3 separate regions of the Mus musculus genome follow, and regions 1 and 2 are each linked to region 3. Evidence: chromatin contacts called from public Hi-C and promoter capture Hi-C data. All regions are on one chromosome and are shown on one strand. The core of a region is the stretch at or near the end of the contact, and the rest is flanking DNA. Distances in the headings are between cores, read along the strand shown.

Region 1 (4,272 bases), core at 301-2,800, 730 kb before region 3:
TTCAATAAATTACTTGCCATTCTTCCAATACCTTACTGCTTGTTTCTCTTCAGCAAATGTTCATTCAACCAAAGCCTACTGACATCCCACAGTATGTCAAACACTGTGCTGGGTGCTGTGCATATAAAATGAATAAAACACTATTTTGTATTTGTCCATTCTGCTTCAGCAAATCTGGGGCAAAAACAGTACTTTTGTCTAGGAGTTCAGTCAGTAGTGTAGAAAACAAAGATAAACACGCCTCTCATGGTACAGCGTTAAGCATCACACACTATCATATGGGGAAACAGAACTTTATCTAGGGGGACTCTCTTTTCTGTGTGGTCTTTATTTCATTTCCACTTGTCTGTGTTTATAAGTAGAAGTTTGCCAAAGGACAGGGCCAGTGTAAAGATCAGGGAAAGCAGGGCATCTAAGGCACAGGAATTGGTTTGAAAGAGGCTCTGAAATGGTAAGAGGAAGGTCCTGGAGTCTTCAAGCAGGTGGATGGGCTTGGTGTGGAATCCTGTGTGGAACAGAGAGTATAGGAAGGATCAAACCCAAAGGACTCAGTTGAAGCACAGGGTAGAATTTCATTCCAAAGGCAAGTGGGGGAGGAAATTACCAAATGAAGACTCAGGAGCTAGAAGCTGCGGTGAAAGCCTGCTAACTCTGAGAGGCAGAAAAAGTACTCAGCTGACCTTCCCACTCCACCGACTTCTCAGAAGGAAAAGCCCCTTCTCCTTCATGCACTCTTAAATACCCTTCACCTCAAACTCTCTCCTTTCTCTTGCTCATGTTCACTCTCTTGTCAGCTGGCTACTTGCTCTGCCGCCTGATCTAGGGTTGACTTTATTTAGCTCTTGGATTAATGTGCGCGCTAGGTAGGGGTGAGCCAGGCTACCTATACTTGTTTACAGTAAACAGAAAGTTCTAGGATCAAAGGCTGAGCCACAGTTATTAACAGATTCTTCCAGTTCACAATCTCAGGGCTCATAATGTGATCCAATATCCTGCAACCGGAAACTGTTTAAGCAGGGCAGTTGGATAATCAGATCTGTTTCTTACATGGTGGGTCTTACCAACTCAATTAGATGGCATTCAGGTTTCGGCGTCTGAAAGAGTGTATGCTGCTTGCACGGTGTGAATTGATTTTTATGCCTCGAAAAGGCATGTGTCCAGCATACTCACTTGTACTCTAGTGCCCACTTGTGCCAATGTTAATTGGGCCAAGAAAGTGACTTTTTTTACCCCCAAGTCTGTCCTTAAAATGCCTAGCTTCTTTATCTAGGGTTGGGTATAAATACACACAGCTTTTGTCTGTCTAAACCTTAATCTTTCCACTTTGTCACCTTTGCTGTAAACGCACGGTTCAGGATTAGGCTCTTCCTTTCCCAGCACTCGAATCCCAAGATTGCACGTTGCCGGGAGTCACGCCCATCTAGGAAATTGCCGGAGCAGGAAGTTTGTCCCTCTCGGCGCGCTGTCCTGACGTAGTCGTGCGCAGGCGCAGTTCTTCATTCGGCGGCGTGTTCTTCTCATCTAAGTTCCTGGTTCCCGGGCTGTGTGCGACGCCGGCTTTTCGCGGTCTACTTACTCCCTTGGCCGGCTCTGGACTGTCGCTCTCTGCCTTTCAGCGCCGGGACCACTGCTTGTGCGCGCACTGCACGCCTCCTCACGCGACAAGCTCATGGCGGAGCGCGGGGAACTCGATCTGACGGGCGCCAAACAGAACACCGGCGTGTGGCTGGTCAAGGTGAGTGAGACGCGAGCCCCGCGGGGCGCTTCCGAAAGTTCTGGGTCCGTCTTGCTCGGGCCACCGCTGTTCTGAGAAGCGGGTCGCTGTTGCGTCCGTTTGCAGGTTGGAGAAGTTACTTTAGGGGACACAGGGCGTCTTTCAGGCCGTCTCTCAATTTCATCCGCCCACCATGGAACTAACTCTCTTTACCGCCAAGACCTGGCCTTCCTGGAGTCCTGACCCGGTGGTCCCCGAGTGGGCAGTACATTTACCCCAGGTCGGAAAAGTCCTTGCGGTTTTCTTTTTGGTAAGGTTAACTTTAGTTATGAACGTGTATAAATTACTTGAATAGATATTCCGTACAGTTTTCTGGACCACAAAGTGGAGCTGGTCCCTGTGTACTCTGTTGTTTTGAAACAATCTCTCTGTGTAGACTTGGCTAGCCTGGAACTCGCCATGTAGACTCCTGTCGCTTTACACGGCTAGTGTTGCCTGGGTTGGTAATTCAATTGGAGCCTTCGAAAGACCTAGAAGTTCTGAATTCAAAGAGAAGTTGTTGACTTCGTGTTTTTAAAGAGCGAGTTTAGGATTCATGAAACCAACCAGCAGTAAATGTTTTAAGTGGTCATGCGGCAGACCTCGTTTGCCCCAGTGGTCGCCATCTATTCGGGTCACTTTTTTTTATATGGGGTGGGAGGCTCTGTGGGGAATCTCATTCTGAAAAACCATATTTAAATGGGATCATGAAAGTTTCCCAAACTTGTTTTTTAAATGGTTTATCTTTGTAATGAGTGTTTTAAGTCCATGGCTGAGTTCTCATCAAGACAAAGTGTTTCTTCCTGTCCTTTTCTCTGAAACAGCTCTCGTCGTTTGCCAGCACAGCAGACTATGTTAAGTTCTTCAAACCCCTGAACAGTTTCTAGTGCTCCTTTGTACCTGTCTGTATCTATTGTTGATGCCCCTACCCCCAAGTCACTTTCTTTGCACTTTGATTAGTGTTTGGCACATATTACTTTTCCAATATGTGATGAATATAAGAAATTGAAAAGGCACACGCCTTTAATTCCAGCACTCGGGAGGGAGAGGCAGGTGAGTGAGTTCCAGGACAGCCAGAGCTATACAGAGAAACCCTGTCTCGAAAAACCAAAAAGAAAAAGAAAAGGCTGTATGTCAAAGAGACACAAACTAAAGTGGGTAGGAGTTAGTCCTGTCAGTTTCATCGGCGGGCGATTAATGAAACACACCTCTGGGTGTTTCTGGTGCTGTTTCTGGAGGCAAAGTAGGTCACAGGGCTATGATCTAATTAAGGGATTAGTTACTCTGTTGGTGGATTTATAATGTGACTTCTCTGGGAGGTAGTGAAAGGTAGTGGGGCGGGGCCTAGTTGGAAGAAGTAGATTCTGGCTGTATGTTCTTAGGGCTGCCCTGGCCCTCTCTGTATCTCCTCTATATCATGGCCACTGTGGAGTGAGCTGCAGCACTTTTCCTTGTTTTTCCCACCATGACAGATAGAAACTGAGATACCCAGTGCAAAATAAATCTTAAATTGTTTCTGTCAGATATTTGGTCACAGTGACTAAGTCTGACTAAAACAGAGAATACAGCAAAGGGTTATAAGTAACAGGAAAAACGAAAACCTATTCTCTCCTTTCCTTTCCCTTCCCTTCTCTCCCTCTCTCTTCATCTCTCCCTCTCTCTCTCTACCTTTCTTAGTTCAGGCTGGCCTGGAAGTCTCTGTGTAGCCCAGGCTGGCCATAAACTCATGGTAATTCTCCCACCTAGGTGTGTGTTAGAGCACCTGTGCTTGAGTATTTATGTTAGATAAATACACAGATATATATCTTAGATAAAGGAGAGCTACCAAATAGACAGGACTGTGGTGTGCACACCTTTAATCTTAGTACTTGAGAAGTTAGCCTGGTCTACATTGAGTCAGGGGAATGTTGTAAGACCCAGAAACCAGAAGAGGGCATTGGATCCTCTGGTATTACAGGTATGGCTGGTTATGAGCTGCCATGTGGGTACTGGGAATTGAACCCAGGTCCTCTGGAAGAACAGTCAGTGCTTTAAAGCTGAACCATCTTTCCAGCCCTTATCAGACTTAAATAGCAAAACCATTAAAAAGTCCATATGGTATTTTGAGATACATTGTCCACAGTCTCACCTAGCTTTATTTCTGAGTTGTATCACTAGCCTTAGATTCGGTTTTCATATCTGTAGACAAGGGAGAGTACTTTGAAGAGTGATTGAGGGGATGAGTGGGTGGAGGGGATAGAAAGTCTACAAGGAGTCTGACAGAATTGTCTCCTCAACCTTCCTCTTTTCCAGCCTCAGGCCTATCACCTGACACACTTTGGTAGTCTACTAAGTTAATATCATGAACATACAATCAGCCTTTTTTACTCCTTTTTTAAAAAAACTTTAACTGTAATCAAAGTACTGTACCCCCCCCATAATCTTGCTAGACTTCCTTGTCTCCCCTTTGCAGCCCCAACACCTATGTCTCAGTCTGAATTCATTGTGATCACATTGTTATTCCAAGATTACTACGAGAA
Region 2 (4,183 bases), core at 1,040-3,539, 550 kb after region 3:
AGTGATCCTGTAAGAGTATAGTAGAGCTAAAAGTTCCTGTCAGCCAGGACACACGTAGCTGCAGAGGGAAGACAACACCAAGTGACAGACTTCACAGAGCCATTTGCAAAGCTCAACGAGCTCCTTAAATACTTTAAAAACTTGAGACCAAATATCACATGGATTTTTTATCAATGGAAAGGAATGCTCATGTGCACCAGTCACTTATAAATCAAACTCAAGATGACAGAAATAAGTAAGCTACTGTCTGCGGGTGTGTGTGTGTGTGTGTGTGTGTGTGTGTGTGTGTGTGGAGCCTCCTGCAGGTGCTCACTACAGAAGGCGTTATGGAGAAGGAACTGCGTCTGCCGGGGAGGATAGCTCCATATATGTACCCTAAAGCACTTCCATGGGATGAAATGTGGATGCAGAAGACAGTCATGGGATGTGGTCCTGTGAATCAACCCTGAAGATTGTGGGATTGTGTCTTCGTTTCTATAGAAAGTTTGTGAAAACTAAAACCAGAAAAAAGCTGATAAAATTTAAAAAAAAGTTTGCATCACTGTAATAATAAATGTTAAATGGCTCTAAAAACTACAGTTTATAAAATAAAAAAAAAGTTAAAGTATGAATAAGATATTTTAAAATAGGTTTAGTGTAGCTTCGTCCAGGTCACTTACATTCCCTAACTCATAGCAAAATTGACTTACTGACTTGCTTTGGACCTGTAAGCTCTAGTTACAAAAAGCATTCTTTTACTGGCATTCTATTTGTTGAAAATCTTTTATGCCATAATTTACTCTGTCTCCTTTGTGTGTAGACACACCAGTAGTTGCCATCGTGTTAAAACTGCCTACCATATTCTATACCTTGTACATGTTCACACTCCAAAGTACCATCTAGGTTGCATAAGCTGATTCTGGTATGCTCACCCAAGAATGAACTTTCTTAAGTTTCTCAGGACCTATGTTGTTTGTTAAGATACAGTTGCCTCCAGACTTAGTCAGGGCTTAGTCACAGACCTTTGACAATGGCAACACACTTTTGCTGCTTCACAATGAATAAGCATATTCTGCTGCTTTGGGGAAGGCATAAATTCACAGTCCTGACCACCATTTCTTTACTCAAAGCCTGTCCTGCCTCCCCCCCCCTCTATTTCATTCTTAGTTCCCAACTCCCCCACCCCACGCCCCTTTCCCAGTTCTTGTCACATATTTTCCCCCTAACTCATAGTCCCTAAATTTCAAACACATCTTCTGGGCTGAAAAATCTAAATCTGTCTTTTCATATTCAAATTTTAAGCATTAGTGCCAAACTGCTATGCATTTATTTCGCATCGCTATAGCAAAACCCAACACATTTAAAATTAAACTTAGATCCTTGCCTGTACAGCCTATCTTATATCTGAAATGTCTCAAAAGTTGAACTTTAAAAGTTTCGTTGCACGCGCCCTAAATCCCTGGAGAACCAGGCGTTCGAGAACAGCCTGGTATACAAAGTGAGTTCCAGGACAGTCAGAACTACAATGTCTCAAAAACAAAATAAAACAAAATCTCAGTATCATCATAGCAATTATATATAGCTAAGAGCTAATTAAAACCTTAGTCTACTTTCTTACTAGTATGTCCCACTACAAACAATACTGTTATAGAAGCCTGGGGTTTCATTCCTTTAACTTTTCAAAGAATGCCTATAGATTGCTGACCATTAGGCCTAATATGGCCTACATAAAAAATGGTGAATTTTATTAATTTTAAATAACATAAGTGCCATCTTTCTGACGACTCAACCACAAATCACCTATGGACGGCCGCCTACACCTGAATTTTTACCACTGGGCACGGCCTCGAGCGCGCTGCCCAAGACACCTCAGGGCCCTAGTGGCGTCGCCTGCAGCCCAGGCTGGGATCCCGGAGGGAAAGCGTTCCCCGGGCTCCGCGCGGGAATGCTCGGCGAAATGCCGTCCCGGCGGGCACTCCACCAACCCGAGCATCCCAGCGAGCCTGGCGCCCCAGGTCACACATTGTTTCCAGCTCCCCGAAGTTAAAGCGATTAGCAGGCCCTGCGGGACGAGGCCTGCCTTACCGCGGCGGGAAGGGTGCAGAGATCGTCACCATTCCCCGCTGCTATCACCACCGCAGGTCTAGGCGTCCGCGCACAGCCGCCCGAAAACCAGGTAGTAGAGAATGCTTGGGACTCACGACCCATTCCATCTTACCTCGGTGAGGGGCAGCTTCTAACTCGCCAGGGAAGAAGGTTGGGGCTTCCGCCCCGAGCACTGCCTCTGGCTCCGCCCACACCATATGTCCCGCCCCGGCCTCCGGGGCGGGTCCCACGTAGAGGCTCCTCCCTTTGGGCCCGTCCCCTCCTTTGGCCGCTTACTCTGGTCCCCTCTCACGGCCCCGCCCTCAAGTCCCTCCCTTTCTCTGCCCCTCTCCTCCCCAGCCCTCCCTCCTGAGCTGCTCCCATTCTGAGACACCGCCCCCAGGGCGCGCACTCTCCTAGCAGACCTGCCCTATGGATACACCCCAAGGGAGACTAGGAGTTCCCGGACCCCGACCCTCCCCTACAAGGCCATTCCCAAGAGACTTTTCGCCGGGTTCCTGTTTCCGCGGTGTGTCAGGATGAGCCAAAAGTGTGTCTGTCATGACACTGGACCTCTAGACCTCTGTAACTTGCTTCAGATGCTCCCAGAAGGCAACAAGAGAATGAGGCTCTAGTACACCAGCTGGCCTCTCCCAGTTAACTTGTGGAAAGGGCTTGTGTGGAACTCTGCAGTTGTTTGGAAACCTGAGCAGAAATTTCACATTTCCACCCTCATTCCACATCTACTCTGCACCTGCTTGATTTGGAGCTTCTAGGAGGAGGACACATTCATTAACTCTTTTCAATGTCCATTTTTTTCTCCCCTCTTCCCTCAATAAAAGTTGAACTGTGTCAGGGTTTCTGGTTAATCATTTACAGCAGTTCTCAACTTCATCCAATTTAACCAGCAAGTGTACTTTGTTCAGAAAATTAAATATTACAAGCAGTTTTTAAAACCAGTATTTAGGCTGCTAGGTTGTGGATACTATGTATAACCTGTAAGATTGTCTGGTTTAATAATCACGCAGCCTGTGCATTTGCAACAAACTGTCAGAAGGACCCAGTGCCTGCTCTGTGTGTATAGGCTCTCCATCTTAGTTTTGCTGGGGGACTTGCAAGTTATGTGGCTAGTCAGGCTAAAAAACAAGTAGGTGAGCTGAGCTCAGTGGAATATAACCTGTGTGGATGAGCTGCCACGCAGAACGTTGCTTTTCTGTGTCATGTGGCAGGCATTTGTGTACCTGTTTAATGGTTAACCAAAGAATGTTATTTTGAGAAAGCATTAAGGTAAATTCTTAAAATTATTATTATTAACAGAGTCTTAAATGTAATTCTGGCTAGCCTGGAACTTACTACGTAGACCGGCTGGTCTTGAACTCAGAAATCCCCCTACCTTTGTCTCCCGAATGCTGGGATTAAAGGTATACTCTATCACTCCCAAGCTAACTACTTTTAAATGTAATTTATTGGAAAGGTAATTTTTTTTCAAACTGAGTTTCACAACTGAAGTTATGAAAGATTACCCAAGTCTGCAAATTCTTTCTAATTGTTAAATGCTTGAACAAAGTTTAAAGGGTGTTCAATTAGTATCTTGATCTCTTTAAGGTACAAACTAACTCCAAAGAGTTCTTGTATCCATATTAGTGGTAATAATCATAATGACAGTTTCTCTCAGTCAGCATGAAATTATACTAGATCAAAACTTCTATTTTCAAGAACATTAATACTATATATTGTTATTTGGGTGTGAAAGTAAAGAAAACCGAATCTGAAAGTAATGTTGATATTTCTGATAATGAAAATGAATGAATAGTAATCACTTAAAGAAATATGTCCAAAATTACCTAGAGCAGTGGTTCTCAACTTTCCCAATACTGCAGCCATTTAATACAGCTCCTTGTATTGTGGTGACTCCCAACCATAAAATTATTTTTGTTGCTACTTTATAGCTGTAATTTTGCTACTGTTATGAATCATAATGTAAATCTCTGGTTTTGTTGTTTTGTTTTGTTTTGTTTTGTTTGTTTTTTGGGTTTTGTTGCTGTTGTTGTTTTGTTTTTTGTTTTTCGAGACAGGGTTTCTCTGTGTAGCCCTGGCTGTCCTGGAACTCACTTTGTAG
Region 3 (4,113 bases), core at 652-3,151:
TATATACATATAATACATATATGTATCTTTAAAAAAGACCAAGATTTAAATTCAAAATTTATGCTTAATACAATATAAATTAACACTAATGACTTAATATAATGTATTGATATAAAAGTCATACTGTGCTTTAGTATTCTAAATTTATATTACAGACATTAAACTGAGGTAAGTGTCTCCAGTCTAGACATTAATCAGGCCCAATCCAGATAAGCTTCTGAGATCAGGTGTTCAGGGTGATACGGCCTGCTGAGAACAGAGAATATACTCAGAATAAAGGTTAGTGTTCACTCCAAGTCACCAGTAAACAGAAAGCAAATAAAGAAGCTGTATCCCTGGATTGAACATATCCAGGAAAACAAAAACAAAAACAAAGCAACACAAAACAACAACAAAAAACCCAAAAACCAAAACTACACTGTGTACAAACCTTATTTACATTATTTAAAATTAGCATAAAGTACTTTTATAGGATTTACATTGCACTATGTATTAGAAGTATAGAGATGATTGAAGGCATATAAAACATCGTTTTCCAGAAGGGATTTGAGTTTCTGCACATTTAGGTATCTGAGTCACCCCCTATGTGTTGGTATCAACTACATCCTACCAGATGCTCACACTGAAACTCAAGTTTCAGGGCACAACCGTTTGCACAGAAATTGTGACATTCCTACATCAGCTTGCTAAGTCTCCAGATGAAACTGTCATCTGATATAATCTAACTAAGAAGTTGGAGGTTATTTAAAAATTTATACGTCTGTGTTGCGAAATATTGTTGTTTGGATTCTAAAGCTAGTAATGTTAAGTACTACATAGCAAAACTAAGCATATAGGCAGAGCCGCATAGTGATCTGGACTAACTAAATAAACATATCACAGACTTTTAAACCCTTAAATGCCAAACTTAAAGGTCCAACCTTTTCAAATTATTTTTTTTTGAAATTCACAAACCAGGAGAGACTGTGCACGCCCATAACTGAAAGAGTTCAAATTATCTGAAGACTCCTAATAAAACGAATTAACTTAAGATACTGCCTCTCACAAGCAAGATCCTACCAATATCATCCAAGTATTTTCTTCAACTCTGAATACTTTTCCAGCCACATAAATGTCAACCTGCTTAGCAAGTGATACTGCCAGATATATCTTCTCCTTTCGTTCCAGCTTCCCGTTGCCTGGGAGTATAAAGATAAAACAGTACTCCTACACTCCCAATAGTATTTACTGCAGCCGGGAAATAAGCAAGACCAGGAACAATCAAAAGGACTCTCCTTTCTTCAATAGATCTGGAATACGTGAAGAAGGCAACTCTAAATCCAAGAAACACAACTGCTGCATCCTTTCACCACACACAAATGCGACCACCACACCACGGTATCCGAGTCCGCCTGCTTCCTGACACAGACTGCAGAATCACAACTGGAGCAACAGCCAGATCTAACACCAAGAGCCTCTGCAGAGTCAAGGGTGGGATGCTCAAACAGCGTTCAGAAACACAAGCAGCACAGAACAAGGCGAGCGAGGATGGAGGCCACAGCGCAGGACGCCCACACGAGCCGGGTCCAACGCCTCTTCCCATCCGCTCCCCGAACGCTTACCTCCTCTCCAAGCACCCTTGTAAGCGCAGTCTTCAGGACGTCCCTGACGCCTCAGCTCCGGCTGTCCCCGCGCCCGGCCCCGGGAGGACGACCAAGAGGACGTGCACGCGCGGCTCCCAGGGGCCGGCCCTCCTCAAGCGGGGCGGACGCCGGGAACAGGGAGCAGCGGAGCCGCCCGGATCTTCTCCCAGCTCTGGAGAGCTCCGGACACGAGACGAGAGACGCACAGAAGCCACTGCAGAGCAACGCTAAGACCACAACTCTGCCTGGCCGCTACACTGGCAGCATCTAAAAGCCGACGGAAGTCGCGAGTTTGCCCGACTCCTCCGCAGGCAAGGCAGCTTCCGGCCCCCAGATTAGTCGTCATCGAGTAAGCCCCGCCCCTCTCAGACCACGCCCCCTCGCGTCCGACGCGAGGGCAGTGCGGAGTGTGTTCCTGACGCCTGTTTACTAAGGTCTGGGGACACGGAGTCAGCGTGGGAGGACGGAGATTCTCAGTTGACTGAGATTCTGGTTTTCACCGTTTTCCATCGCATAAAGTGCTACTTTGTTTCGGCAGTAACCACCAGCCTGGTGCGTTTCGAAGCTGCAGATTTTGACAACCGCCCGTCCCCCGCCTGGGCCTGAAGCTGGAGCAGAAATGCACGGATTGCGTTTTCAAGAACAAGAGCAGAGACTGATTAAAATTTTAGGGTGCAAACCCTTGAGGTGCTACAGAGTGCCTTTGCTTTTCCTGCTTGGATCCAATGATCTCCGTAGATTTAGGGTAAAAGTTGCTTAGGAGGAGCTGGAGAGATGGCTCCAGCCGTTAAAAGCGGTTGCAGCTCTTTCAGAGACCAGGTTTGACTCCCATCCCCCACGTGACTGCTGACCACCTTCTGTAACCTTCAGTAACAGCGGTTCCCCATTTTCTTCTGGCCTCTGATGGGGGTCCAGCATAAACCTGGTGCTTAAACTCACACCCTCACGCCCCACCACACACACAGTACATCTTAAAACTGCTTAAGATAGCTGTTCATCATAAATCAAGGGACGGTGGGGTGGGACCAGTAGCTAACCTCTTAGAATAAAAATAATAAAAATAAAAATGTTAAAATACACAGGGGGCCATTTTCACTCTTAAGCTCAAAGTAGTGTGCTTTTTATTCTTCAACAAAACCAAGGAAACTGATTCAACTTAGAAGCTAATGCAACAGTTAAGTGTTGCTGAAATCAATAAAATAAAAATAATGAGAGCGGAGGTTAGGGCATTAAGTGTTCCTGATGACATGCCAAACTATTTTAGAGATGGCGGCCAAAGCTTCTGCACAAGTGGGTTTGATGTATCTCTCAGGCAGCAAGAATCCGTATCTGCCTGTATCTCGGAGCTCAATTGTAAACGAATATTTGATGCCCAAATCATAGATCCAATCGTCAGAACCTCCAGGAGCTAGATCTAAAAGAGACACAAAATATATTTATTTCATAGCAACAAACACTTTATTTCATTGTAGAAACGAAAATAGCTTCCTTCTGGATGTTACCTAAATTTCTTATCTGAAAGTTGTAGTCATCTAAAAGAAACCATGTTAAGAAAGAAAACACATGTTGCCCAGAACTCAACAATAATCTGATTAAGGAGTGATAACTGCCAATAACATTTTAGTACATTTTACAGTGCATGTACTTTCTGTCTTAATTTGTAACATTTCTGGAAGTAATTATTGTAACATTACCAAATGTATCATTATTGTGTTTGAATAGACATTATTTTGAGTCATTTTAAGGGATTGCATTGTAAACTATAGTTGATTCAAATAATTTTGTTGATAAATAACTTAGTTTCTTTAGAATGAGCACCATTGTCCATAAATCAATGTTTCCTACTTCAGTAGCTTTTCTAGAGTTAAAGTTCCTTGACTAAAGTGGTGTACCTTTTACAGTTACCACACTTGTCACCAAGTACTAATCAAAAGAATGGAACCTCTCTCCTCCCAGGAGAGTGTCAGCATACCCAACTGGCAGCTTCTGCACCATGGGCAAGAATCTTGCATCCTGTCAGTTTTCTGGGAAGAAGAAGAAGGAGGAGGAGGAGGAGGAGGAGGAGGAGGAGGAGGAGGAGGAGGAGGAGGAGGAGGAGGAAGAAGAAGAAGAAGAAGAAGAAGAAGAAGAAGAAGAAGAAGAAGAAGACGACGACGATGACGAGGAGGAGGAGGGAGAGGAGGAGGAGGAGGAGGAGGAGGAGGAAGAAGAAGAAGAAGAAGAAGAAGAAGAAGAAGAAGAAGAAGAAGAAGAAGAAGAAGAAGAAAGAAAGAAAGAAAAGAAGAAGCAATTGTCTTTGATTTAGATTTCTTTATCAATGGATTGCATACATTTTTATATTCATTTTTATATTTTTTCTATCAATTTTCTTGATTGCTTTTTTTTTGCTGCGGGTGGGGGGCATTCGAGACAGGGTTTCTCTGTGTAGCCCTGGCTGTCCTGGAACTCACTTTGTAGACCAGGCTGGCCTCAAACTCAGAAATCCGCCTGC

Evidence for each region. Promoter capture Hi-C pulls out the DNA fragments that hold promoters and counts their contacts. A called contact is a pair of places that touch in the nucleus more often than the background predicts.
Region 1: a Hi-C map of LSK cells shows a contact between it and region 3, with 7 times the contacts expected there. The contact joins the promoter of Gtf2f2 here to the promoter of Zc3h13 in region 3. A contact is called at or near these places in 1 of 39 promoter capture datasets (liver), 1 of 484 Hi-C or Micro-C datasets (LSK cells) and 1 of 115 datasets of contacts at active chromatin or transcription factors (thymic regulatory T cells).
Region 2: a promoter capture Hi-C map of pre-B cells shows a contact between it and region 3, with 3 times the contacts expected there. The contact joins the promoter of Esd here to the promoter of Zc3h13 in region 3. A contact is called at or near these places in 4 of 39 promoter capture datasets (the C10 cell line, liver and pre-B cells), 4 of 484 Hi-C or Micro-C datasets (centroblasts, extraembryonic endoderm stem cells, liver and 1 more), 4 of 115 datasets of contacts at active chromatin or transcription factors (the 230-238 cell line, large pre-B cells, memory CD8 T cells and 1 more) and 2 of 9 other capture datasets (adipose tissue and liver).

What each region holds. Positions count from the first base shown.
Region 1 is chr14:76,008,143-76,012,414 of GRCm38.p6, reverse strand. Gtf2f2 (general transcription factor IIF, polypeptide 2) reads left to right here and starts at 1,550. Exons shown (of 8, transcript NM_026816.3): 1 at 1,550-1,735. The coding sequence starts at 1,670. Gm36429 (a long non-coding RNA gene) reads right to left here and starts at 1,669. Exons shown (of 2, transcript XR_383601.2): 1 at 1,332-1,669; 2 at 303-505.
Region 2 is chr14:74,730,403-74,734,585 of GRCm38.p6, reverse strand. It overlaps Esd (esterase D/formylglutathione hydrolase), which reads right to left and starts at 2,289. Exons shown (of 9, transcript NM_016903.5): 1 at 2,198-2,289.
Region 3 is chr14:75,282,154-75,286,266 of GRCm38.p6, reverse strand. It overlaps Zc3h13 (zinc finger CCCH type containing 13), which reads right to left and starts at 1,901. Exons shown (of 19, transcript NM_001359875.1): 1 at 1,602-1,901. Cpb2 (carboxypeptidase B2 (plasma)) reads right to left here. Exons shown (of 11, transcript NM_019775.3): 11 at 2,712-3,036. The coding sequence ends at 2,852. Gm35679 (a long non-coding RNA gene) reads left to right here and starts at 4,087. Exons shown (of 3, transcript XR_874823.2): 1 at 4,087-4,113.